7 separate regions of the Mus musculus genome follow, and regions 2, 3, 4, 5, 6 and 7 are each linked to region 1. A link is a contact called in public HiCAR-type, HiChIP or PLAC-seq and promoter capture Hi-C data. All regions are on one chromosome and are shown on one strand. Each heading gives the region's core, a stretch centred on a gene start, on an enhancer-like site or on the middle of the called end of the contact. The rest is flanking DNA. Distances are from core to core; before and after follow the strand shown.

The links. Promoter capture Hi-C pulls out the DNA fragments that hold promoters and counts their contacts. HiCAR-type assays count read pairs that join an accessible place to other places. HiChIP or PLAC-seq counts read pairs in DNA pulled down with a chosen protein or histone mark.
Region 2: a HiCAR-type map of astrocytes shows a contact between it and region 1, with 4 times the contacts expected there. The contact joins the promoter of 4930432O09Rik here to the promoter of Llph in region 1. A contact is called at or near these places in 2 of 39 promoter capture datasets (liver and stem cell-derived epiblast-like cells) and 3 of 115 datasets of contacts at active chromatin or transcription factors (the NIH/3T3 cell line, astrocytes and bone marrow-derived macrophages).
Region 3: a HiCAR-type map of astrocytes shows a contact between it and region 1, with 4 times the contacts expected there. The contact joins the promoter of Wif1 here to the promoter of Llph in region 1. A contact is called at or near these places in 10 of 39 promoter capture datasets (the 3T3-L1 cell line, HPC-7-derived erythroid cells, cranial neural crest and 7 more), 1 of 15 datasets of contacts at CTCF or cohesin (large pre-B cells), 5 of 484 Hi-C or Micro-C datasets (CD4 T cells, embryonic fibroblasts, muscle stem cells and 2 more), 7 of 115 datasets of contacts at active chromatin or transcription factors (the NIH/3T3 cell line, astrocytes, bone marrow-derived macrophages and 4 more) and 2 of 9 other capture datasets (adipose tissue and liver).
Region 4: an H3K27ac HiChIP or PLAC-seq map of extraembryonic endoderm stem cells shows a contact between it and region 1, with 4 times the contacts expected there. The contact joins the enhancer-like site here to the promoter of Llph in region 1. A contact is called at or near these places in 11 of 39 promoter capture datasets (3T3-L1-derived adipocytes, the C10 cell line, the HPC-7 cell line and 7 more), 1 of 15 datasets of contacts at CTCF or cohesin (pro-B cells), 11 of 115 datasets of contacts at active chromatin or transcription factors (the NIH/3T3 cell line, astrocytes, bone marrow-derived macrophages and 8 more) and 3 of 9 other capture datasets (adipose tissue, embryonic stem cells and liver).
Region 5: a promoter capture Hi-C map of second pharyngeal arch cranial neural crest shows a contact between it and region 1. The contact joins the promoter of Msrb3 here to the promoter of Llph in region 1. A contact is called at or near these places in 23 of 39 promoter capture datasets (the 3T3-L1 cell line, 3T3-L1-derived adipocytes, the C10 cell line and 13 more), 2 of 15 datasets of contacts at CTCF or cohesin (the NIH/3T3 cell line and large pre-B cells), 2 of 484 Hi-C or Micro-C datasets (B cells and bone marrow-derived macrophages), 28 of 115 datasets of contacts at active chromatin or transcription factors (DN3 thymocytes, the NIH/3T3 cell line, acute myeloid leukemia and 18 more) and 3 of 9 other capture datasets (adipose tissue, embryonic stem cells and liver).
Region 6: an H3K4me3 HiChIP or PLAC-seq map of bone marrow-derived macrophages shows a contact between it and region 1, with 15 times the contacts expected there. The contact joins the enhancer-like site here to the promoter of Llph in region 1. A contact is called at or near these places in 26 of 39 promoter capture datasets (the 3T3-L1 cell line, 3T3-L1-derived adipocytes, the C10 cell line and 15 more), 8 of 15 datasets of contacts at CTCF or cohesin (the NIH/3T3 cell line, embryonic stem cells, hippocampal excitatory neurons and 1 more), 70 of 484 Hi-C or Micro-C datasets (B cells, the G1E-ER4 cell line, LSK cells and 36 more), 44 of 115 datasets of contacts at active chromatin or transcription factors (the 230-238 cell line, DN3 thymocytes, the NIH/3T3 cell line and 30 more) and 3 of 9 other capture datasets (adipose tissue, embryonic stem cells and liver).
Region 7: an H3K4me3 HiChIP or PLAC-seq map of embryonic limb bud shows a contact between it and region 1, with 7 times the contacts expected there. The contact joins the enhancer-like site here to the promoter of Llph in region 1. A contact is called at or near these places in 20 of 39 promoter capture datasets (the 3T3-L1 cell line, the HPC-7 cell line, HPC-7-derived erythroid cells and 12 more), 3 of 15 datasets of contacts at CTCF or cohesin (embryonic stem cells, hippocampal excitatory neurons and large pre-B cells), 18 of 484 Hi-C or Micro-C datasets (B cells, the G1E-ER4 cell line, bone marrow-derived macrophages and 10 more) and 23 of 115 datasets of contacts at active chromatin or transcription factors (the NIH/3T3 cell line, the SCID.adh cell line, acute myeloid leukemia and 15 more).

What each region holds. Positions count from the first base shown.
Region 1 is chr10:120,225,236-120,228,845 of GRCm38.p6, reverse strand. Llph (LLP homolog, long-term synaptic facilitation (Aplysia)) reads right to left here and starts at 1,786. Exons shown (of 3, transcript NM_025431.2): 1 at 1,723-1,786; 2 at 643-872. The coding sequence starts at 865.
Region 2 is chr10:121,200,849-121,204,458 of GRCm38.p6, reverse strand. It overlaps 4930432O09Rik (RIKEN cDNA 4930432O09 gene), which reads left to right and starts at 1,810. Exons shown (of 2, transcript NR_152796.1): 1 at 1,810-1,983; 2 at 3,507-3,610.
Region 3 is chr10:121,032,469-121,036,078 of GRCm38.p6, reverse strand. It overlaps Wif1 (Wnt inhibitory factor 1), which reads right to left and starts at 2,075. Exons shown (of 10, transcript NM_011915.2): 1 at 1,589-2,075; 2 at 974-1,113. The coding sequence starts at 1,736.
Region 4 is chr10:120,953,779-120,957,388 of GRCm38.p6, reverse strand. The region is part of intron 1 of Lemd3 (LEM domain containing 3); the gene reads left to right. It overlaps Gm50589 (a long non-coding RNA gene), which reads left to right. Exons shown (of 2, transcript XR_001779658.2): 2 at 1-2,610. Among named protein-coding and RNA genes, the nearest start is that of Gm50589, 11 kb to the left of the region's middle. Within about 2 kb of position 1,713, at least 23 of the 459 cell types and tissues checked have an H3K27ac peak or open chromatin away from gene starts, as enhancers often do. A contact at or near this core is called in the NIH/3T3 cell line and extraembryonic endoderm stem cells, where this site is marked.
Region 5 is chr10:120,897,042-120,900,651 of GRCm38.p6, reverse strand. Msrb3 (methionine sulfoxide reductase B3) reads left to right here and starts at 1,681. Exons shown (of 7, transcript NM_177092.4): 1 at 1,681-1,819. Gm4473 (a long non-coding RNA gene) reads right to left here and starts at 1,605. Exons shown (of 2, transcript XR_001779656.2): 1 at 1,236-1,605.
Region 6 is chr10:120,874,239-120,877,848 of GRCm38.p6, reverse strand. All of the region lies in intron 1 of Msrb3 (methionine sulfoxide reductase B3), which reads left to right. Among named protein-coding and RNA genes, the nearest start is that of Gm15910, 18 kb to the right of the region's middle. Within about 2 kb of position 1,973, at least 56 of the 459 cell types and tissues checked have an H3K27ac peak or open chromatin away from gene starts, as enhancers often do. A contact at or near this core is called in B cells, adipose tissue, bone marrow-derived macrophages and 8 more, where this site is marked.
Region 7 is chr10:120,849,146-120,852,755 of GRCm38.p6, reverse strand. Msrb3 (methionine sulfoxide reductase B3) reads left to right here. Exons shown (of 7, transcript NM_177092.4): 3 at 664-772; 4 at 2,703-2,780. Among named protein-coding and RNA genes, the nearest start is that of Gm15910, 6.7 kb to the left of the region's middle. Within about 2 kb of position 1,970, at least 39 of the 459 cell types and tissues checked have an H3K27ac peak or open chromatin away from gene starts, as enhancers often do. A contact at or near this core is called in embryonic forebrain, embryonic limb bud and neural progenitor cells, where this site is marked.

The DNA.
Region 1 (3,610 bases), core at 537-3,036:
CTAAACAGCTCAGCGATGCTATTCACAAACACTGACTGTGAAACAGCTTAGCACAGTCTCTAAAAGAAACGTAAGCTTCCAAAGGATAAAGACGTGAACACACCAGGTATGTGAGGTGCATACAGTGAGCACAGGACAGCTCCAAGTGTGATTGAAGAGGAAGTGTTTACTGTCGAAATGAGGGAAGGTACAGTCAGAAGAGTCCAGAGCAGGAGAGAAAGAAGACAAAACATCGCCAGTGGACTGAACCAGGCCATGAGAGGAGAGAAAGTGGGGTGGGGGTTGGGGAGGCAAGAGAGGAAGAGAAGTGGGGTAAAGGCGACTGAGAGGAACGAGAGGATCCAGGAGCCGAGAGAAGCACGGCCGAGACGGCAGTGTTATATGGGAGTGAGAGGGAGGCTTGTGAAGTGGAGACACTTGGGGGTTGGGGGGAGGAGCTGAGAGGAACCAGGGTGCCAGCATGTACTTTATTATCTAATAAGCTCCACAGCTAGCCATTTGTCCCCAGTTTCTTTTGGACTTGACACTAGGGACAAGTAGAATGGGTAGAAGACGGCTTTAAAAAGACAGAGAGAGACCGACCCCTAAGAGAAAAGTGGATCATTTTTTAGAAAAACCATGTAAATGAAGACCGAGGCTCACCCTTTTCCTCATCTGCGCCGTCACACCGCCCTTCCTCACACTGCATTTTCTCCTGGCGAGGTTTGGCTACCACCACGGTTGCTATCTCCTCAACGTCTTTCATTAGAGCATCCCCGTCCACTCTGAGGATACTCTTCAGTCTGTTGAGCTCCCTTGGCGCATTCTTCTTTCTCTTCTCGGCCCGCATCTTCCTCTTCCACTTACTCCGCAGGCTTTTAGCCATGCTTCACCTGGCGGTGAACAGAAACACAAACAAAAGGTTTACTGCTCACACCCTTGACTGGCAAGGACGTGGCCAAGCAGCCTTCTCTTCAGAACTGGGACAGATGGAAGAGAAGTTGTGCTGTGCCCTCATGCTTAGCTTATGTAATAATCAGCGCAGAGCATGAAAGGACTAAGTCCGGACACGTCAGGCCCCTTTAAGTAGGAACAAGTCGTTAATTCAAGCCGTTCTCAAAGAGCAGCTATGCATAGTAGACACAGAAAGCGAACAGCTCCGCCTTAAAATCACCTATTGCGCTGTTCTTATCCAATATCCGTCACCACATCTTTAGTGTGAACTTTTAACAGCTTAAACCATAGCTCCCTGCCTTTTAAAGACTCCTCCCCTCGTGTATCAAAGCTCATCCCGCTCCTCTCGGGCCTCCGACTTACTCTCTAGCCCCACACGCACGCAAGCTCCAGTCCGCACAACGCCCACTTCAGGACCGTCACATCTCCGATCTAGGTCTGGAAATGGCTCTCCCTAAGGCTCGCTCTGATCCTCCGACTCCTGTCAGCTCCTTTCTACCAAGTTCGGCTTCAACCCGGAGCTACCGTCCCCGTCTGCGGACTGCGGGGCTGAGCCGGATCCCCCGGGGCCACCGCTCTGCTGCACACCGTACAGGTCACGAGAACCGTGGGGTGGCTGGGTGAGGTCCCCTGAGCGTCAGCAATCACCAGTGGTCCGTGTGCGGGACCCCGAGCCTCGCCCTCCCGAGCCCCGCACCGAGCGAGGATGCGGTCAGGTCTCGCCGCGGAGGCAGGGTCCGAGCCAGTCCTTCACGCCGCGGAGTTGAGTCCAAAGCCCACGCAACTCACCTGAGAGACAACACCGCGCACCACGCGTGGGACGCCAACCGGAAGTACAGGCGCTTCCGGCTTCCGTTCAGGGGCCAGCGCACAGCATGCCGGGATCCTTGAGAGGCGTGGTCTTTGGGGAGGCGTGGTCAACCAGCTGTCTCTGTCATCCCGAGGCTTTGGCTGACCCCTACACCTACAGGAGAAAGTTTAAGGAATTTCCTGTCGGGAGTGGCAAATTATAAATCAAAGCATCTCAAAGCCTTGGATGGGCCAAGCCTGGCCGGGGGCCCTGTCTGTGACAGCCTCACGAGAAAGGATACCAAAGGGATTGCTCAGCTCTGATCATCCTGGAGCCCTTTCTGAGTTTTGTTTTTGTTTAATTGCAGTCTAGAAATTTTCTCATTTCGGCTGAGGATCCTAGGAGGTACGCGGCTGTGAGGATGTATCAAATTGTACAACTTAAATACGTCACGTCGACTGCATGCCAGTTATATTTCAAAGTGTCACCCAACAGAATAATCTTTCCTTATCCCCACGAATTTAAAGGGTAAAACAAGCTATTTCAACCAATGTTGATCTGTCCAAACTATTACATACCTGAGACAAAGCTAACCTAGGGTGAATGAGTTTACAAAAAAAGGTGTGGTTTTTGCATGTGCTTCTAATATTGCACAAGCTATGGGCGATACGCAAGTCTCTTTAACACTTGTGAAAGATAAGAAGAGTGTCTTAGGGCCTAGATAGTACCTCATTCATTGATCTTCAGTGGGTGATTAGGCAACAAACGTTAACTACCCAGACTTACCTGGAAACAGTGTTTTCAACAGATCACCACATTCAAGCATGTATGTGTACCACATGTGTGCCTGGTACCAGAAGAGGCCAGAAGAGGCCATCTCATCCCTTGAACTGGATTTACAGTTGGTTGTGAGTCACCACAGGGGTGCTGGGAACCAGTTTTACTTAGTTTTACTTCCATTACTGTGAAGACACCATAACCAAAGCAACTCTTAAAAAGTAAAACATTTATTTGGGACTGGCTCACAGTTTCAGAGGTTCAGTCCATTGTCGTCATAGCAGGAAGCATGACAGCATGCAGGCAGACATGGCGCTGGAGAAGCCCAGATCTGAAGGCAGCCAGAGGTTCTCTTCTGAACTGGCTGGAGCTTGAGCACTAGGGACCTTAAAGCCCACCTACACAGTGACACACTTCATCCAATAAAGTCACACCTATTCCAATGAGGCCTCACCTCCCAATATTGCCACTTCCCATGAGCCAAGCATATCCAAATCACCACAGAACTGAACCCAGGTCTTCTGCAAGAGCAAGAGGTGCTCTTAACCACTGAACCAGGTCTCCAGCCCCCTTTATAAGTGATGACTTATAAAATCCCTGTTTAATTGCTAGAAGAGCTGTGTCTTTTTGAAGAAACCATGCATATAGTGGAGCAAGCACTGAGATTTTTAACCCAGGAAAAATACAGTTGGCATTATAACAAGAGGAAGCGTGCATGCCCTGGGTTTGAAAAATCAACCTTACAGATGCTCTAAATTGGCAGCTTCATGTACCAAAAGGCTGTGGCTTTTGAACAGAAATTTGGAAAATAAAATCAACCTATTATGTATTAAGACACATTCCACAATTTGGCATGAAAAAGCTCTTATAAAAACTAACCATATGAAATTTGTTGCCATTAAATATAAACACCGTTCATTTTTATCAAATCTATTTTACACCAGTGATTTTCCACTTATAAACTAGACATTTTTAGAGGTGAAGAATGAGCTGACAAATGGCTCAGTGATTTTGAAGGGTGCTTGCTACTCTTTTAGAGAACTCCAGTGCAGTTTCCATGTTACAACCATCTGTAACGCCAGTTCCAGGGGATACAACACCCGCTTTTGG
Region 2 (3,610 bases), core at 561-3,060, 980 kb before region 1:
GGCTGATTGCCTTTCTTTCTTCCTGACTTCCTTTTTTGACCTGACACCACAGATGGATGGTTTCTCTACTTGGGCTTAGCGGTGTAACAATTTCAACTCGACTGGCGTGTTAAAGTCATGTGCCGATAGGTGTTTTCCTTTTGAGACAGCGTCTCATGTAGCTTCGGGTGCCTTCAAACTCAAACTCACTTCAAACTCAGTGTAGCTGAGGCTGGCCTTGAATCTCTGACCCCCCCTGCTTCTACCTTCGAAGTGCTGAAATGACAAGCATGTGCCACCAAGCCGTAGGACCGTGGTGAAGAAACGAAAGCACTCCAAGGACCACCCAGGTTGGATTTGTTCATGGTATTTGGGTGATGGTAACGTTCTGGAAGCATCGGGGTGCTTGTGTTATAACCGTGTATGTGTGTGCACATAGGCGCATGTGTGTGGTGTATCTTATTTGTGGTGGCAAACTTTTGTTATGCTAACTTTTGCAGGCTAGACTATGAAAGTCTGTCCTACCATCTTGGAACTTTTTTTGTCTTGGCCAGAAGTCCTTCTGCATATGGGCCTGGGATTTTCAGAAATCTAGGACTAGAGGCACCCACTTGATAGTCTTCTTAGTGGCCTCTTCCTCAGGGTCATCCTTTCCTACAGAGTCTCATGCTGGTCACCCTATGCCCCCTGGCCCTCCATCCCATCCCATCAGCTTTTCTCACAGGGCAACATACCAGTGGTGTTGGTCTTTTCCAGTGCAGCTGGCATGCAAGTATGTGATTTTAAAACAACTTTACAAAGTAAGATTCTATACTTGATCCTATCGCTGAATTAGGTACATTTCATGTACAAACTGGGTTGGCGTTCCTTCTTCCAGTCTGCTTGCTCTATTGTCAAATTCTAGGCTTGATGCTTTCCTCTGTGACCCACTCTTTGGCTTCATACCTGTATTTACACGTAGCTATACATACTACAGTTTAACACACACACACACACACTCACACACACACACACACTTCCATACACCATCTTTCTTAATCCTCCTTCCCAGGTTATGAAACTTAAATAACCTGAGAGGAGAATGCGCTACATCAGTGGTCATTAGTTTAAGAAACAGCATCTCAGAACATGAGGAAAATGGTTCCATTTTGAAGGAGCTCTCCTTTTTCATCCTGTCCTTTCTCCCTAGAGTTTGTATTGGATAAATGTACCCCATCAAGCAGGAACTAGCTGGTCCAACTTCATAGTAATACATTTAGAACCAAGTTCTGGCTGAAAGCCAGAATGACTGAACACGGACATTGGAAATTACAGATGTGCCAAGCAGTTTAATGGGATTTATATCGGAGGTGTGGGAGGAGTTATTCATTTATCTGTTTACTAATTACTAATTAATTAATTAATTAATGATGCAGCTGGCCTTTCTGCTCTGTAGTTTTATTAATGGCAAAGCAATTTAACAACATCTTCCCTCAAGAAATTCTTTCCTCAGGTCATAGTAGCCATAGTTAAGCACGGGATCTATTCCCTTGCTGGGTTTTATTGTGACTGGGGGGTGGGGGTTGGGCTGTGACCCAGTTTACACCACCAGCCCACTTCTCTATGACCTCAATGGCTTATGATACCTGCTTAGGGGTGCAACCGGAAGAACTTCTATGTAGGGAGTAGTTCTGATGCTTTGATTGGGAATCTGCGTGTGAACACCAGAAGGTCCTGTTCCCCGATTGGTTCTTGATTGATCAATAAAGATGCTAGTGACCAATGGCTGGGCAGAAGAGGCGGGACTTCCAGGTTCTTGTAGGCAGGCTAGGAGACACAGAACAGGAAAGAATATTCGCAATGCTTAGGAGGGTGAGAAAGGGAGAGAGCGAGCCACCAGTTATGTGAGGTCTTGTGTGGAGTGGCCATTGGCCGCTTCCCTGATGGGGCCTGGGGTAGCAGGTGGGAGATTAGAAACGTAACTAAGCTGAGGACAGATTTACAGAGGTTGAGCTGGGAATGAAGGTAAGGGCATGTTAGCTACGGAAGGTTTAGAAGAGCCCAGTCATTGAGCTAAAAAGCATATTAAAACTAAGCTAATGTGTGTGTGTGTGTGTGTGTGTGTGTGTGTGTGTGTGTGTGTGTTTCATACGTGAATCCAAGGGAACCAGGGTAGGGGCGGGTAGTTTGGTCCGCTCGGAGCTTAAAGTGGGGTAGTAGAAACTACACACTTTTCTACCTTATGTTTTCTTCGTAAAACTTCATCCACATCTCTCAGTTGCTGCTAGCTCTTTTCTCTCTTCTCCCCTCTCTCACCTTTCCCCTCTCTCCAGAGGTTGCTTCTCGGCAAGGGTTCCTGGGATGCTGCCACAGTTCTGGACATCACAAAGACCATCACGCTCAGCTTAGCTAAGGATTGCATAACTTCTAACAGGAAGGACATTTTTATTTCCTCAAGTGACAGCCAACCTTAGAACTGAAACATGACTTTGATAACTGTTTTTAAAACTTGTTGCCCAAATTCTGGAGTCACTCCCCAGTGACAAAGTCAATCAAGGTTCAGGAAAGGAGGCAAGACTGTCAGATGCCTGGGGCTTTGATATCCATCCCAAATTGTACTTTTCCTCTTTCCGGATGCCCAGAAACCTCACAAGATAGAAACTTTCTTTTTTGACCCTCCAGGATTCTGTAAGTGCCCGAGTTCCCACCAGCAACACTTTGATTTGCAAAGAGACCTGGCAAGGTGCATGTGATTCCCCCACCCCCCAAGGCCAGCCTCAAAAATATTGTAGTTATAGATGAAGGAGATTCATTTGAGAGACAAGGTGTGTGTGTCTCTGTGTGTGTCTGTGTTTTAATATATGTAATAGGTTCACATGTGTTCTGGAATGTGGAGGTCACAGGACACCCTTAGATAAGGTTTCTCAGGAAGCCATCCACCTTTAGTTTAGCGAGACAGAGTCTCTCAAGGCCTGGAGCTCACTGTGCTGTAGGCCAGGTGATGGCCAGAGATCCCCACGTATGTGTAGGTGCCAATCTGCTCTTGCATTCTTTGGGTCAGATCTTATTTTTTAGAATTTATAATGCCTGATTTTATACAGCTAAAACAGAAGGAGTATTATAGATTTCGTAATGCCTCTGGCTGGTACCATTATCTCCCATTAAGCTTATTAGTATCCCGACAACTGGATAGGTACACATATTGAGACACCTTATGGACAGGCCATGAGTGGTTTTACATCATGACCAAATGAATTATGAAGAGAATCTGGTTATTAAAGACTTTTAAAAATTTCAGAATTAGAGGTATGAAATCACAGACCCAGAGCATGACTGAAGGTTGTTTATGACTCAATTCATTTATTGTTTCATCTAGAGTTTGGGATGAAATCCCAGAAAGGCACGAATATACTCTGTCTTCACTGTGGCTATACTGTCAGGTTTATCTGAAAACCATCCTGACATCTCCTACAAACAGGAAAAAACAAGGAAACCTGAAGCACTGGCCCCCATGATCTCTGCTCTTGCATCTGCTTTCTTTACCCCAGGCTTCAAGGCTGGTGTCCAGTTGGAATCACTCTGCTGGTTCACTTCTTAGGAACATGAAACAAGGAACAGAATTTATCAGAGTCCCGCTAAAACTTCTGAGCTG
Region 3 (3,610 bases), core at 826-3,325, 810 kb before region 1:
ACTGCAGTGTAATAGGCAGTTGCAGGGCACCAATGTGGTTTCCTGATTTAGCATGGTTGCTTTTTATAAAGTGTTTTCTTGATTGCATCCTTCTTGAAAATGGCTATTTAAGTAATTTTAGAATTAAAAAAAAAAACCTGAAAATGTGCAGTTAATTATAGTTACAATAGTTTTCATAGCAGACACATTTTTACCAACTAATGAGCAGAATTTATCCTGTGCACTTGTCCTCTAGACAATTTTAAAGTCACACAAACATCCTACCCTTCCCAAATCAGAGGACATTAATACAGTCCTGCAGATCTATAAAAGGTAACTTAGAAGGCCTTGCATGCTAAGTACTGAGAGGAACGCTTTGGTGACATAGACTTTTTTCTCTTTTATTTCCATAGGGAAGCATTTTGAGTGGTCGCTTCAGAAAATCAGTAGTCTTTATTTTTCATAATTTTATATTACTTTTTTTGAGTCTCTGAACTTCTACAAGAAATGTGTGGTATCTGCAGCACTCAGCATATCAGCCTTCTAAAATTCATGTCAAGAATACCTACGAACTTATTTTGTTGTGAAGTATGAATCCCATCACAAATGATTATCAGTTAGTATTGAAAGTCTTCTAAATACTTTGTTAATGTTTTAATATCAGTGATTACAGAAACACCATGATATGGATATTTGGGGTCTTTATACTCAAAACCTCAGGATACCAAATCTTATTAAAGTAATGATCGTGAGTACATTGACCCTTAGAGTTCTCCATTTACTTGGCAACTTTAAATACATTGGAACTGATCCCTTGTGTGCTCTGGCAACCAGGCAAGAACTTGTATGGAATTTTAAATGGTATACATCACACCACTATTATTACTACGGGCCACCGGAGCTACATCACACACCATTATTATTACTATGGGCCACGGGAGAATTGAAATACAAAAGAGTGCCTTTTCTCTACCGCTCTGTTATCAGAACTTACCTGCCCCGCAGCTTGCCAGGTAAAATTCATGGAGTGGATATTGACAGGAATGGCTGGCATTCTTTGTTGGGCTTTCCTGAAATCATGTGTAAAGGGGGCCATTTTCCCCTCCGAGACAATCAGAATGTCTTCTTCAAATCCTGTTGTGTAAATAATAAACAAACCTATCAAACTAGTTGCGTTTCTAAGAAACAGACGTTTCATGTAGAAAGCAAAACCCCTGGGAACCAGTGCAGGTCACTGCTTTTCATAAAGCACCTGCCTTTGATACCAACAACAGTACCAGAGTTATTTTTCCTCTCTCTGTGGTAAAAAAAAAAAAAAAAAAAAAAAAAAAAAAAAAAAAAAAAAGTGCTTACAGTGAAGTAAGCGGGTGCCACCGCTGGATTCCTGTTACAAATCTGCAGTCAGGACTAGCAACAGCAGGGCTGGGATGTTGGGTCGGCTTTGCTTTTTTGAGAAAAAAATCTCATAAGCCTCTAAATAGAGAATCCTGATTTTTAAAAAGAGGGGGCAGTCACCCTTGAAGTTGTTTTAAAACACACTCGGTGCACGTGTCTCCGCTCTAATGGAAAAACTGAGGACCACTGGGAAGGTGCAGATGCCGGACCTTACCTATGAGCACTCTAGCCTGATGGGCGTCGATCCACAGGTACAAGCTCTCCTCAGGTGGCTGCCCTGCATCCGCTCGCAGCAGGAGCAGGCAAGGTAGGATGCTCCAGAGCCGGAGCGCGAAAGCAGGGAAGGCTCTTCTCCGAGCCATGGTGCTCAGGACCTTCTCGCTGGTGGTGCAACTCCTGCCGCAGCGACCCAACCTGTGCTGCTTGTGAAGTTCTCGCCTTGGCTGCAGCTGGCGGGGCTGGAGCTGTTCCTACTTAAACGACTGGGCGTGCAAGTCTCCAGTCTCCGTTGCGAGTGAGCCTGGGAGTGCTGGAGAGGAGGGAGCAAGGAGGGAGTGGATGCGCGGCCGCGTAGAAAGAGGTGGGGGCTGGAGGGAGAGGGGGACGCAGAGACACGATGCTGGCAAAGCTGGCAATGCCAGCACGTCCCACAGCGCCAGCAGCTAGAGGAGCACACTCGAGAGGGAGGAACCGCGGGAACTGCTGGCAAAAGGCGAGCACTGAGAGCGGCCGGTGGTGTGCAGGCGGTCGCCACTAGGGAGCGCTGCGGAGCCGCGGGGGCGGGGCCGCGGTACCCGGTAGACCCCGCTCGCCTGCGCCAGGTGAATGAAAACGGGGACACAACCAAGAAACACACCCAAAGGGACTTCTGGGTCATCACTCAGGCCTCCTGCCGCCCGAAGAGACACGTGTGGATGGCCGGGGTGCTATAAACAAACAAACAAAAAAATCTGGGCTCGATTCGTGGTCAAAGATAAATTCCGTTTAACAGTGGAGCTAACGGAAAGCACATAGCCAGCCCACCCTTTCTCTTCGAACTACATTTCAGACTGCATCTCTGTGTGCCTGTCTGCAAACTCTGACTTCTCTAGCTGACAGTTTGCGCTCTCGCTCTCTCTCTCCTAGGAAGTTAAATACTGAGACTCCACAGGCTAGTCGGGCTACTGCAGGCGCTGGTCCTCGCAGGACGTTCATTTATTTCTGCACTGGACAGACACCCGACAGGTGGCGTGGTTTGTCTTCTTGATAACCCAGTTGCACCCGGAATAGTTCCCTAGGACCTCGATGATAGCTGTAATCCCTTTCCCCCCATCCCTGCTCTACGACGGTAGGACTCCCCTTAAAATTGGATTTGGGGGAAAACATTAGGAGGCTCACGCCCAGTCTCTGAAATCTTAGGCGCTTGAGGGTAAGACTGAGGGTCTGGTGGGAGAGCACTTAGCTAGCGGCGGCTTGCAGCATTACCTCTGCACGGAAGGCTTTTTTGCCTGCCTCCTTGAACGTACAGAGAAAGCAGAAACAAATGGTTTTTCAAAAACACAGAAAGTTTTCAGACCCCGGAAAAGCTTTGTTTACTTTTTTTTTTTTTTTTTTTTTTGCACCCAGTGGCTTTCTAGCAAATGCCCCCCAAGGATCTAGACTCTGGCGCTGGGCTGTGTTCCCTTCTGTCCTTTGTAGAGCGGTGGGTCTCTCAGCAGGGGATGGCAAAAACAGAAACTACAGAATAGAAGCCGGACTTGGACGCGTACATGTTCAACAAATGTTAGGTCACAAGCATATTTTTTTAAAAGAAGGAGGAATGGGAAGGGAGGAGGAGGAGGAGAGAAGGAGGAGGAGGAGGAGGAGGAGGAGGAGGAGGAGGAGGAAGAGGAGAAGAAGAGGAAGAAGAAGAAGAAGAAGAAGAAGAAGAAGAAGAAGAAGAAGAAGAAGAAGAAGAAGAAGAAGAAGAAACATGTGTTAAAACTGTGAAATCTGTGTAGGTATCTAACAGATTGGTAGGAAGGTATTGTGTTTGGGAGTTAGACACGAAGACTGTCCATTGTGACTGTGAACTCCATGAAGCTTCATTTTAAAAATTCTTCTCAGGCAGCTACTGTTACTACTCTCATTTTACTGATGGGGAACCAAAGCTTTAAAAGTCTAGTAAATTGACCGCAGATATTCAGCTGGTGAGTGACAAGAGTAGGAATTCAAATCACGATCGCTCTAACTTCAAAGCCCCTTCTTGCAAATCACA
Region 4 (3,610 bases), core at 464-2,963, 730 kb before region 1:
AATTTTTCTTAGGACCTAGTTTAAGGTCATAGAGTGGTGTGGGTTTTGTCGTGTGTGTGTGTGTGTGTGTGTTTTCTTTTGGCTTTTCAAGACAGGGTTTCTCCATGTAGCCCTGGCTAGCTTCAAACTCAGAGCCCCCTTTGTCTGCCTCCTGAGTGCTAGGATTAAAGGTGGGCACTGCCATGCCCGGGCTAGTTCACAGAGCTTTAGAACTGAAAAAGGCTGCTCTTGAAAGCCCCCGTCTAGAGGGAGAGTTTGACCTGTAAAATGAACCGAGAGGAGGGCTTATCTTTATTCTTAACTCCTGTAACTAAGCGGACAAGAGGCCTAGAGCTGATACTTGTTTGCGAATGTGTTGCTTTGCAAGATAAAGCTACGTGGTCGTCACAGCACTAAACTGAGGAGTTATAGGTTCTAGGAACTCAGAAAAGCAGTCTTGAGAGCTGGTGCTTTTGAGCTGAGCAGGATAGTCCCGAGCCACACTACTCATGCATCTATCTCCTTGTGTGTAGTTGAGAACTGGTTTTGAGAGGTTCTCCTTACCTAAGAACCTACAGTGTATCTCCAGCAGCAGTCTTCTAGCCATTTATCTGTTGGTTTTGATGTGTTCTATTATAAGGTGTTAAAGCTTAGTTACTCAACGTCTGAAAGTGCAAGGGAAAAATGCTCTTTGGTTTTTAAGAAATAGAAAATACCTTAGTTTTTATGGTTTTTATAATGAGAAAGTATATAGCCTTTGGAGTCAGACATAAATAGATTTTAATTTTGTTGGGAATTCCATTAACAAAATTTATGCACATTTATATCAAGGAGGTAACTTAACTTTTTATGGGTCAATGTCTCACTCAGAACAAAATGTAGTAATATATTCTCTAAAATAGTGGTGTTGTATTAATTGAGGCACTTTAAAATGTGTGTCAACAAGCTAGCTCCCAGTACAGGAGTGCTGCAGCAATTGCTGTCCCTTGAAAGGGCTGCACAGTGGTCAGGAGATTGGACCTCTCTGATATCAGAGAGACGAGCCTTCAGCCTGTCTGTTCTTTATGTCTTTAGCACCACACTTCTCCAGGTGTTGAGGGAAAGAAAGAAACACCTCCTAGTTACATCAGACTGTCTGGTTGTGAAGGTACTAAGACTACTCAGGGTCAGAGACGAGGAGAGTCGTCGTGAGCTACAGAACTTCCACATCCTTTGTGCTTGTAGCTGCAGACTTGACTCTCAGAGCGGAAAGAAAGCAGAGAACATAGAGAATGACAATTACCAGGAGAAGCAAATGTCTAGAATTTTCCTGGGAGAAATACATTTCTGTGTACTGTGATTTACTTTAGTTCAAGATGCATAGAATAGAAAGATATGAGTGCATCCTGTGACACTGATTGAGAGAAGCATTCGATAGATATACAACTGCCGATTTGTCTGGTCTTGTAAGTAGATACTTAGTCACTAAATGCTTAGGGCTCTTAGACTTTCTCCTTATTACAAGTGCTGTTCTTTAAAAATGTGAAGTGGATAACTAACGCTTCTAGTTTTCTCAGGTTTCTACCTTGGAGTAAAATATGAAAAACATGTTTAAGATCCCACTTGCCGACTTCCTTAATTGATCTTACAGTCTCAGTCGCTTACTGCTTGCTGTCTGTTCCACTGTAGGGTATTCTAACTGCACTGGCTTACTTCATTCCAGGACTGACACACCAAACATGTAACTACCTTCCAGCCTTTGTGTTCTTGGCTGGTCTTTCTGTGACTAACCTTCACATTTTAGAGAGTCATATGGCATGTTCTTCCAGGAGTCTATTGAAATGCTATTGGCGGGGAGGGGTTTCTCTGATTATCTTACTAAAAATAGCTTCTTTCACAATCAAGCCCTATTGTTTCCATCTGAAATACTGAGGCCTATCTGGCATGTATGGATTTTTAGCATTAACTTGTTTATTGTTTCTTTGAATCTCTGTAGAAGATAAGTGCCAGGAGGGCAGGGGTCTTGGGTTCCTCCAGCTGTCAGTGTGACATCACAAACCTAGACAGAGTTGGGGAGAAGGACTCTCAGGGAAGAGTTGCCTCTATAAGAGTGTCCTGTGGGCATGTCTGCTGGGCCAGTTTCTTGATCGCCCACTAGAACGGTGCCCTGAGGAGTGGGGTTGGGCTGTGTATAGGAGATGTAGTTTGAGTAAGCCTGTGAGCAGGAGTCCTTCATGATCTCTGCTTCAGGTCCTGCCTCCACAGCCTGGGGCTAAAGGATGGACAGACAGAACCTGTAAGCCAGTAAAGCCTCCCCAGGCTGCTGTGGTCAGTCTCTTATCACAGCTATAGAAAGTAAACGAGGGCAAACACGTGTAGTCACTCGGTGCCCAGACTCGCGTTGCCCAGCGTGCAGCACCCAGTCTCTTCCCTGGCACTGTGGCCCCATGGAGTCCTTTCAGCCATCAGTGTATTTGCTTAAGAGTAGCACATACTTTATAGTATCCTGACTTATAACCTGTTCATAGTAAATATGTGCTTAGGAAAACATAATGGTTGGTAAATGTTCAGGTTAAAAACTAGAAAAAGTTTATATTTGTTGAAAGCTTTGACAAAACTAATTATATTTTTGAAATTGGTAACGGAAGTTTAGAGAAGGAAAATAAAAAATGTACCATCTTAAATTTATAAGCTAAAATTTAGGAAACCACTGGGAGATTTTGAAGATCAAATTACACATTTTAGGAATTTGATTTATAGTCATTAATGTAGTTTAAAGGAAAGATAAGTCAAAGTACTAAGGCTCTACACAAGAAGAGTTTGGTATCTGAAACTTGAAATGACCCGGAGAGGTCCACGGTTATAGAAGAGGAAGTGGCTGAACTGGGAGAATCCGAGAAAAGGCCGTGGTGTGAGCCCCAGAGAAGCATAGGGAGAAGACAGCAGTGTGGAGGGAGCCGCAGCTGCCTGGGCCTTTAGGGGATGGGAACCACTCTGCGAATGCCTGGCATTGCTGCAGGGGGTAAGAGTGAGGACTGTAGCTCCCTCAGGTCTTCTGAAAGAAGAGACCAACTAAGAAAAAAAGAAAGAGAGAGAGAGAGAGAGAGAGAGAGAGAGAGAGAGAGAGAGAGAGAGAAGGAAGGAAGGAGGGAGAGAGAGAGAGAGAGAGAGAGAGAGAGAGAGAGAGAGAGTTCGGCTGTCAGATGCTCTTGAGACATGGGTCCTCTCTGCAGTTGCCACATTTCTTCAGGTTGGTCACCACTGACGAGAATCTCTGTGGGGTTTTAAACATAAAATGCTTCTTTTTGTCAGTGAAGACCAGACAGCTTCAATTAAGTATATTGGTGTTTTAAAAATACTAAAGTGATTTGAGGAAAGGAAGATGTGTGAGCGTGCCTCTTCATAAATCTGAGTGAGGGCTGACATACTTACTGTTTAAGACTTGCTACGCTTACAAAGAGTTGCCTCCTAAAAGGCTCTATTTTATTCTTACCATTCTTAATTCAATTTATTATGTGTCATTTGTTGGCATTTGAGGGGAAAATATTAACTGAAGGGCAGAACGAATCCCCTGGCTCTTTAGATATGTCAGCTCTCCGTTTTCTCAGTCTTGAATCGCAAATCTGGAATATAAAAGGCATTAGTAGCTTTC
Region 5 (3,610 bases), core at 432-2,931, 670 kb before region 1:
TTTATAAATGGCTGCACTCATTTTATTTTTGTTTTAAACATTTAGATTATGGGGAAGGACTGTGCTGCGCGTTGCAGGGAAAGGAGGGAGAAAAATGGCTGCTTACGTAATACAAGCTCCAACAGCGAGGGAGGAGGGACGGAGGATGGGAACGGGGATACTCGAGTTTCCCGTTCCTGCCCACTGTGCGTTTCAGGTACATAGCTGGATAGTAATATTAATGGGCCTTTAAAGCTCTTTGCTCTATCAGAACTCATCCAGCCTGAGTTTCCTTAGGCCATCTGCCTGTAGCTCCACCAACACTGCTAATTCGTGAAGCGAAATCTGCCCATCTGTTGGGTGTAATTCACGGGATGTTTTAGAAGCGGCCGATTGCAAATACACTATGTTTTGGCTTGGGGGCCTTCCTGTGTTGCCAGAATCGAGTTTGTTTAGAAATGAGGTTTACTAACTTTCAAATAAAGCATCTTCAAGCGCGGCGTGATGGACAAATTACCCCCCTCTAGTTCATGTTAGAATAATCCACCCTCTAAATCTGCTTGACATTTCCCCCGTCCGTGTTTGACATCAATTAATCACTTTTGCAGCATCTTAATATGCTGAGAAGTAATTGTATAACATCCCACATCTCCAGATCCTGTCAAACATTTGTTTGGGTGTGTGTGGATATATATTATAGTAATTAAGGCATAATTACATTCATTGTCTTGAGAGAGGGTCATTTGGATCTGATTAATTGTGGAGTTTAGTGCCAAAAAAAAAAAAAAAAAAAAAAAAAAAAGTCAGGTTCGCACGCGCTTGGCCTGTAATCAAACATCTGGGACTGACATTTTGGTCATCAGAGGTAGCGCCCTTAAAATACATTATCAAAGTTCCTCTTTGGACAGTGTGCAAAAGTAAGTGTGTGTGTGTGTGTGTGTGTGTGTGTGAGAGAGAGAGAGAGAGAGAGAGAGAGAGAGAGAGAGAGAGTGAGTTGGGGTTTGGGGGAGAGATTGTATCAGTGAATATTGAGTCAAGGTGAGGAGGAATGTCCTGTAAAACAGCTCTAGCTGGAGCGAAAACTTTTCCGGCCTGCTTTGACTCCATATATGGTGTTCAAGTAAAATTTCAGGGACTGCCCTTTTGCTGAATCTTACTACAACACACACACACACACACACACACACACACACACACACACACTCACTCACACACACTCACTCACACATAGTGGGGGATTATAAGGACATTCTCACCTGGACATAGTGGGTGTGGTGAGGTCCCCTCCAGGTGCGACCCCTGGGACGCAGTCGGTGGTCCTCTGTATTATGGGTATTCAGTAGGCACAAGAGCGACCATGTCACACCTTAACTGGCACTTCACAGCCTCTTTGGTACAGGCCAGGACTTTTGGTCCTTAGCTCTCAGGCGCCCTGACCCTACAGTAAAGGTCTCAGGTGGATGCTGCCAGGGGGCTCTGCTACGGGTTGCCCACGCGCGGAAGCCCTGTTCCCGCAGGGCTGGCCCGGGGCGGTGGAGGCGGCGCCGGAGGCGGGAGTTGGCGGCGGCCGCGTCCCGGGCAGCGGGCCCCGTCCGCGGCCAGCGCGCTCCGCCGTCCTCCCTCGCTTGTCTGCTATGCTCATATTTGGACTCGGCCGCCCGTGCCCAGGAATTTCCCGTCATGCCTCCCGCCGCCCCGTCTGTCGCCCGGAGCCGGGAGGGAGGAGGGATCGGACAGCGGAGGCTCGTCTTCCCCAAGAGTGCGCGGCGGACCCTCCCGTGCCCAATCGCGCTCTGCCTGGGTCTCTGCCTAGCCGCGGCCGCGGCCACCACGACGCGCGGTGAGTCCCCGCCTCGCCCCATCCGGCCCTCCGATCCCTCCGAGTCAGCCTGGGACCCGGAGTGTTTCCCCCCACCCCCACCCCCGTCCCGGGAGCGCCCGCGCCGCCCCCTCAGTCTTGAGAGTCATCCCCCTGCCGTAGAGTCTCGGCGTGGACCCCGGAGACGCTCCTCGCCAACGAGGGGACAGCGCAGAACGAGGTCAGGCGGGAGAGCCCGCGCCCCGCCGGCCGCCGCGCTGACACCTTACCCGTCCCCAACGGGAACCTGAGCCGCCGTCCTCGCGCGGGTCCTCGGGGAGGCTCAGTGAGGTGGTCGGGGGCGCGGGCTGCAGCTCCGAGGGCGCGTCTCTCTCTCTTTCGGGCCTCTCCGCAGCTGCGGCCGGGGGATAACGGGCCAGGGCGTGGGAACCAGGAAGGCGTCGCCAGGCCCCTGGGGACAGGGGCGCACCCCGGACCGGGCTGGCGGCTCATAGGCCCAAACAGGTACCAGCAAAACTCCAGGGGGCAGGTACCAGTTCTGTCTTCTTTTCAAGTGAAAACAAGCATCAGAGCCCCCCCCCCCCGCCTCCCTTTTTATTTCTTAAACTTTTCCACTGGGCTATTTCAAGTCAGACTATCTGAATAAAAAGTACTGTTCCTGCCTTTGTAGGTTATGCGATAAGTGGGGGCAATAAGGATTTAAAAGAATTTTCTTTGAATCATATGTAAAGTATTAGAGAGCTTTCTTTCTTCTTTCTCTCTCTCTTTCTTTCTTTCTTTCTTTCTTTCTTTCTTTCTTTCTTTCTTTCTTTCTTTCTTTCTTTCTTTCTTTCTTTCTTCCTATTTCCATTGCGTGTCAAAAAACTAATTATTTGAAGTCCAAAGGGGAGGTTTTAAAGGAAAATATTAAGTTGCAGGGGCTCTTGAATTTGGACAGAGTAAACAAATCAAAGCTTGATTCATTTTGTCTGGCAAGGCAAAACGTTATAATCACCAGAAACCTGGATTATGTGGGAGGTGTTAGGTGGTCGCTGTGTTGCCTATGGCTAGGATAGCCTGAACTGTCAAAATGAGGTTCGGCTAGCCAGGACACAACGCACACTTGAGTTGACAGTCGACTACACCCTGTGCAGCATAAAAGACAAAATAGGTTTTAAAGGTACTTTGATGTATAAAATGTTATCCAGGGAAGATTCTCAGGGTTATAGACTTGACGAAGTGGTTTCTCAGGACCAGTGGTACATAGTTAAGTATACCCACTGCAGTTTGTAAGTGCTTCCGTTAACAATGACGGAAGTTTTATGTTTGTTCTGGAACATTGTACTTCGGAAAGGACCCACCTTTAAATCGACTCATATTCCTGGGGCTGCTTTCTAACGCTCATTCTTGGGAATCAACGGATTCTGACTAGACATTTTATCAATGGATTTCTAAAACCTGCTGGGCTGGCTGATAAGGAACAGATTGTGCTGAAAGGGAGTGTATGAATGATTATTTGCGTGTGTGTGTGCGCGTGCGTGTGTGCGTGCGCGTGCGTGTGCATGTGTGTGCGTGTGCGTGCGTGTGCGTGTGTGTGCGCGTGTGTGTGCGTGTGTGTGTGTGTGTGTGCGTGTGTGTGCGTGATAAGTGGACTTACTTGATGTCTGTGGTCAAACAGCCTTTGAAGACCAAAGTCAACTGTGCCATGGCCTCTTGCCAGTCAGTTCTAACACCAAGTTTATATTTGGACTATTTAAACATAGTTCTAAAATTTGTTCCTACCTGATAGTCGAATTTCTGATGCTTTTAATAGTTCCCTATGTGGCTGTCTGG
Region 6 (3,610 bases), core at 724-3,223, 650 kb before region 1:
ATAGCTTATATTGTTATGACATGTGTATATGTGTGTGGGTACACAGGTGTGTGCATTTGAGTGTGTATATGCAGTGTGTATGTGTGTGTGAGTGTGCATGAATGTGTATATGGTGTGTGAGTGCACATATGTCTGTGTATGTGTGTGTTGTGTGGTATGTGTGTATTTGCATGAGTGTGTGTGTATAGTGTGTGAGTGTGTATGTGTGGCATGTGTATAAGTGTGTGTCTGTGTCTGGTGTTGTGTGTGTTGTTATTGTTGTTGCTGGCTGCTTATTTTTAGGTTGAAAAAAAAATGGAACGGTTTCTATGATTGCTTAACCTTAGGGTTGGAGTAACTAAAGTTACTGGCAAATATGTTGTTTTTTCCTTGTATTTATTGATTGGCTACAATGCGAGCATCGTGTCTGTGTGCCCTTGTGTGCAGGCTCCCCTCTTGTGGAATCAGTAAGATGCTGCAGCGGATGTGGTTAGTGCTTGTGGAGCCATTTTGGGATAAAGGATTTCATTCATTCATTCATTCATTCATCCATCCATCCATCCATCCATCCATCCATTCATTCAACTTTTACCAACTTTGCCATGGAGTGACTGGCCGCTTTGCTTTCTGAAGGACTGGGGCAGAGTTACCTCTCTGTGGTGAAACAGCAATTGTCTGGTCTTCAGTGTCTTTATCTAGGAGGCAAGTCCTCTCCTGCCACCATAAGAGGAGCTTTGGGACAGTCAGTAACGAGGTGATTAATGGGAGAGCGACCGTAGGCTTTCTGTGACGTTCCATGACCTTGGCGGTGGACTTCTCATGTTTCTGGAATGCGTTTTCTGAAATAGGTACAGTAATCTTTAGCACCAGAATTCCTGTCCGTGAGGATTAAACATATATTATTTTAAATTGTATTGGGGGCGGGAGTAGGGGTAGATACGCATGAATTCAGGTGCTCCTGGGGCCAGGGGTACGTGATCGCCACGGAGGAGCGGCTGTTACAAGTAGTTGTGACGTGACTACTGGGAACTAATTTGGCTCCCCTAGAAGAAAAATGTTCCCTCTTCACTTCGGGGCTCTCTCCAGACCAAAGGAATTTTTAATATAGTAGAGGAGATTAAAATAGACTTTCTTCTGGCTCCATCACTTGCTGCCCTGGCACGTCAAACAAGTTCTTATCCGAACGGTAATTCTTGCTGGAACAAACTATTGCAGATACCAAGGGCTGCACATGCTGAAGGCTCCCTTCTTGTTTGCATTGCATACTCTCTGTGGGCCAGATGGGAGTTCTATTCCTTGTTCCCTTCCTCCGGGGTCATGGTTAACAGAGCTGCTCTGGACTAACCGTAGAGCTGGGATTATTACAGAAGAAAAGCAAACGTTGTATGGTTTCACACCAACAGCTAAGAGGCTCGGGAAAGCGCCACTTTGACCAACTCTGCAGCTTATGTATTGCTTGGAACGTGTCGTGTGGCCTCTCCACCACCAGGGGGCAGCAGGAGGAACCGCATTCCTAGCGTGGGAAGTGGAGAGCCAGAAATAACCAGAGAATAGCAAGCAGTAGGAGTAGCTACCTCGGAATCACACGTTCAGACTCACAGAGTTCGGACACTTGAATCCGGTTACTATTCATGGTAATATGAAATGCACGCGTGCAAATATTTAAATAACATGAAGTAGATTAGCTTATGAAGTTATAAAACGATAGGGAAGTTCCTGCGAATAAAAGCACACAGCACACACACAAGCAGATAGCACTGTTATCTAGAAACCTTTAGAAAACGAGGCACTGGGGGCTTTGAGGAAGGTCAGCTCTAGAGCTTTATAGCTCTCTGTCAGATTGCAAGCATCTGGAAGGTAAAGATTAAGTATGAGAGAGTAAGCAAACAGAAACCCAGAGGGAGTCGAAGGACCAGGCTGGGATAAAAGGAATAGTGTTTGAGATACAGACACGGTTTCTGCAAAGGGAGAAAGTGACCATCAGCCATAGGAGATGCCGCCAGGGGGCGCTGCGCCTCTGTTCCGTGGGATCTGTAGTGTTAATGTAGGGGTGCCATGTGCCTCTCTAATGACTGATATCACAAGCTCTATGTTTACGGAGGAGGCTTGCAAACCTCAGCGTAAAACACCTCATTGAAGCGTAGCGTGGTCAGTGAGGGTCTTAGTGTGATCTCAAGGACTCGAAAAGGAAAACCAGAACAGCAGAAAGAAACAATTGAAAAACCAGATCTAAACTGGGCCTGGCGAGGCCGAGGGGCACGAGGTGGAGGCCTGCCTGGGATATAGACTGTGCTAAAGGCCGGCAAGACCCCATTTCACATAAAAAGCGACAGAAATGCCTGGGATGAAGTGTGGTGACAGAGGGATTGTCTAGAAGGGGCAGGGCCCTAGGTTCAGTCTCCAGTCGTCCTCCCCCTGAAAGTATTTTTTTTTTTACATTAAAAATTAAACTGCTTTATGTGGGTTTTTCTGTCTTGTCGATGCTTTTTATATACCAAGAAAAGAAACAGGGCATCTGAGTTCAGATCGCTAAAACCCATGTGAAGACAAAGTGTAGCTGAAATACACATATAACACAGAACACATATAAACTGCGACATCAATGGCCCCGTTAGAACAGTGCATAGGTACATTTTGCACTGTGGTAGAAAAAAAGACATTTTAAAGCAGCAGTTCTCAACTTTCCTAATTTTAGTTTGAAAATGGTTCGGAAGACTGGGGCACTCTTAAAACCCAGGCTTCCGCGCATCAGAGTTAGCAGAGGTGGTGCCATCACTACCTATCCAGCCGCTGACTTCACAGAGGCAGCAGCTAAAGGAGCTGCCCATCCATTCAGCCAATGACAGTTGAACATAAAGTATGTCAGGCCCCATGCCCATGAACACAATGTTTCCAGTTGGACTTTATAGCAGGCATTTTAGTTAGAGGTTCAGAGATGCTATGGTAACATTTCTACTAAGGGAAATGGGGAAAGTGGGGGTTTGAGAGACTGCACGGGTCAGTGGAGCATTTTCTGTCAAGGGTGGTCTTTATTTTAAGATTGCTTTCCTGAGCTGGGCAGTGGTGGCACACACCTTTAACCCCCAGCACTTGGAAGGCAGAGGCAGGTGGATTTCTGAGTTGGAGGCCAGCCTGGTTTACAGAGTGAGTTCCAGGACAGCCAGGGCTACACAGAGAAACCCTGTAAGATTGCTTTCTTGGTTCTTGCTGTCAGCACACCTTTTTTTTCAGGAGAGAAAGAAGACCGTGGTGAGATCTGAGTGTTATGTTTTTAAAAATTGCCCTCGACAACATTCTAATTTGCAATCGGCTTTTGGCGTTGGGGGGAGAGCATTTCACCAGCTTGTGAAAACCCCTCACGTACACAGTTCTTTGCATTTGTTGGCGAGGGATCCGACCTTCAGGGCTGACACTTCAAGTCCACGGGTACAGTCAGCTCTATCTGGAACTAATTATCAGCTTGGTGAATTCTCTGGATTCCCTGGTAATGCTCTCTCTTGCTAGTACATTGTTCAACTGCAGGGCAGAGAGGAAAACGGGGGAGTCGGAGAAGACCCAAACCAAAACCACTCGCAAACTGAGTTCAGTCATGATCTGGACGTTAGAATTCTGAGGCAGTCGGGGTATTAGA
Region 7 (3,610 bases), core at 721-3,220, 620 kb before region 1:
GAATCTCTCTTTGTATAAGTAAATACCTTCTCCTGAAGTCTCCTGGCAGTTCCTTGCTGGTAAGACACAGGCTTTAGAAAAAACATGCATTTCTAAAGACCACACAGAACCTACTTAAATGTCTGTCAGACTCATAGAAAACAGCAGTTCCTACTGTAGAAAAAAAGACATGTTTAGGTTCCTCAGAAAAATAAATTGGATGGTAGGTGGTCATCTTGGTTGACAGTTGCATGGTGACAGCCTCAAGCTAGTCTACCAAGTTGCAAAATTATTCAGTGGATCTTTGTATGTCCACTATCACTTCATACCTGCAAATACATGCATGCTACTGAATCCACCGTTTTAAAAGGGGTTTCAAGGTATCAGGTGGCATAAAGGATGTGCTACAATCTTGTAAACAAATTCCCAGTGAGTTTCTAATATCACCTGCTACAAGCCTTGGCTGTGACACGTTGTTGCTGCGCCAGGGGAATCATGGGGCTTTTTAAAGTGCATTCTGTTGGAGCTTGGAGACCGGCTGCAGCTCAGGTAAGGTTTTGTGGTCCGCTAGGGATTCTCTGGTCATTGACAAGTGACTGTAGAGGCTGTGCTGTGGCGGCCAGCCAAAGCAAGTATTTAGGATTCAGGCTAAATGGCTCTTTCTCCCATATCCTCTCTTTCCAGGGTCATGTAGGGATAAAAAGAACTGTAAGGTGGTCTTTTCCCAGCAGGAACTGAGGAAGCGGCTGACACCCCTACAGTACCATGTCACTCAGGAGAAAGGAACTGAAAGGTAATGTGTGCTGTAATAAAAGCAAGCAAGCAAGCAGGCAGGCAGGCAGGCAGGCAGGCAAGCTGGCAGGCAGGCAGGCAGGCAAGCTGGCAGGCAGGCAGGCAGGCAAGCAGGCGGGCAAGCAGGCAAGCAGGCAAGCAGGCAGGTGGGCAAGCAGGCAAGCAGGCGGGCAAGCAGGCAAGCAGGCAGGCAGGCAGGTGGGCAGGCGGGCAAGCAGGCAAACAGGCAGGCAGGCAGGGAGGCAAGCAGGCAGGCAGGCAAGCAAGTAGGTGGGCAAGCGGGCAAGCAGGCAAGCAGGTGGGCAGGCAGGGAGGCAAGCAAGCAGGCAAGCACCACTTTCTCCCACTCCTTGGAGTCTTCTTCCCTGTTGATTATTTTAAAGAAACTATGCATGCTGGGTAAGGCCTGCAAATGACTGTCTTTGAAAAGGCTGGAGATGGCACTGTTTGAGTTAAAGCTGAGTTTCTTTTCTGCTTCTCTCCACTCAGCGAACTATATCTATATAAAGCCACGGGACTTTTGCTAAGGGCCTGTTTTTAGTTTACAGTGAAATGTGTGGAAGCAATAGCGATTTGGGTGCCCCCCCCCCTTTTTTTTTTTGGACGACATCACAGCAAGGAAAACTGTGAGGGATGTGGCGCTATGCCAGGAGGCTGGCATTTTGAAGGTGGCATTGTAAAGCATAGACGTTTTGGCTGCAAAAAGAAGGTAGCATAATTTAGTTCCTTTCCACCCCACTCGGATTTCTTTTTGAAGCACATGTGGAGAAAGTATTTATTGGCTCATTTGTGGTTGGAATGTCAAAAATTTTCAATAACTGCCCTTGCATGGCTTTGGTCCTTGGAAGTTCGCCCTACATCCTGGGGGGGGGGGGCAGTCGTTCACTTCCAAGACTGTTTTTTAGTGAATAAAATAAAATCTCTCTCAGCTGATTCCAGCGAAAAAGTAACTTGCCAAGGCCTAATGATTTTGTTGTCTAATTCATACCACGGGGCTCGGCACGAGGCTGTAAATGGTCCCCCTGATGCAGGTTTATTCGTGATGTGACTTTGTGTTTCCATTCAAGATCTGAAAGAGCTTCCTTCCCACACAGGGATCCTTGTTAATGGACAGCACGCTCTCCCTGTCACAGCCCCCACTGTTCACTGAGTTTACTGAACAATGAAGCTCTCTCACAAGGTGTGCCTTCCTTGTACCAGCGGCGGCGGCAGGGCTGGATCACAGGGTCCAGGACTTCTGCCCGCCAATGTTGTGTGCATGCCCTAGCAAAATGATTTAATGCACACAAACAACCAGAGATTAGGTCATTCTTTAAAAAAAAAAAAATTCTGTTTATAAAAAAAATTGGACCTCGTAAAGAGGGACGAAACGATAATAAAACCAAGCTGCAGAGCACACGGCCTTTTTGTTGGGCGACACAGCTGATCTGCATTAACCGAGTGACCTCCGCGCCTGTAAGATCGCTAACTTAGAAAAACAGTTCCTTAAAGCTGCAATATTCCTTTTCAAACCAAAAAATAAGACTCCTTCCACTCGAAGACTTGGGACCTGCTACATTTTCTGGTCCCCCTCTTGTATGGTGTGGGGCCGCGGAAATCTTAGGTAACAGTGTTCTTCATGTGACTCAAACAGTGGGCTTTTTTTTTTTTTTTAATTTGAAAAATATTCTAAGTATTACTTACTAGATGGCTTGATATTTTGACTTAACCTGTACTAGTTTGGAGTAGTTATATGCACATTTTATTATATATATGTATATATTCGAAGTATATTACTATTGTTCAAGCTTCCATATGTCTGGTCTGTTCTCATTTTAGGGCCCCAGACCCTTGAAAGTTTTACCAGAGAAATGTATTTAAACCAGTGTGTTCTATAAGAAGTAACACTAGCTCTGTTAACAGTTTTTGACGCTCTGTTTATCGTTTATCAGTGCCTTTGAAGGAGAGTACACACATCACAAAGATCCTGGAATATATAAATGTGTTGTCTGTGGAACTCCGTTGTTCAAGTAAGTGTCCTGAAAGCCGGTGGGCGTGGCCGGGTCACGTGACCACATGCTCCGGGCTGCTCAGTTACCTGCCCATCTTTCCTTTGCTGAATTTGATTCTATCCTTTCATATATTTGTCCACTTTCTGAAACCGACAATGATGACAGACTTTCTTGGCTAATTTCTAGCGTGACAGACTGGCTAACTTTGTACTGTTTAGACATTTAAAACACCCAGCACTAACTTTGGTGTCCACTTCAGTAACCATTGTCCTTAGCAGAGGTACAAAGAAAATCTTGGTGACAGAGAGCGTATGTATTTACTGATTTGTCTAATGCCCCGACGTCCACGCATAGGTCATTTTGCAAGTCACTCACGCACATCCCTCAGATTAAAATGCATCCAGCGAGAAGCCTCTTTATACTTCTACAATGAAGCGCTATACCCCAAATAAACATGAGACAGCAATATCTTCTACCTGAGGTTAACATTATTATTTTGACATTGGCCTAAAATCCTCTTTTTGAAAAATCCTAAACGTTCACAATAATGCTGATACCACATAGACTTTTTGACCAAGACAGATAATTCTTGGTCTGGATAGGATAATCTTATCAAGCAAGGACAGTTTTTAACCAAAAACATTTTATCTGGGTGCTGGGTGCGTAAAATCTCAGGCTCCCTGTATGTCCTACAGAATTGCTGCCCTGGTGGAAATGAAAGCAGAAACCTTACTTAGGGGTGAGCATCTTTTATCTGAGACAGGATTAGGAAGTTTCAGAGAATAAATAACAAAAGAAGAATGGAAAACATACTTTAGTTTGCCCTGTGCTTCTCCTTTAAGACACTA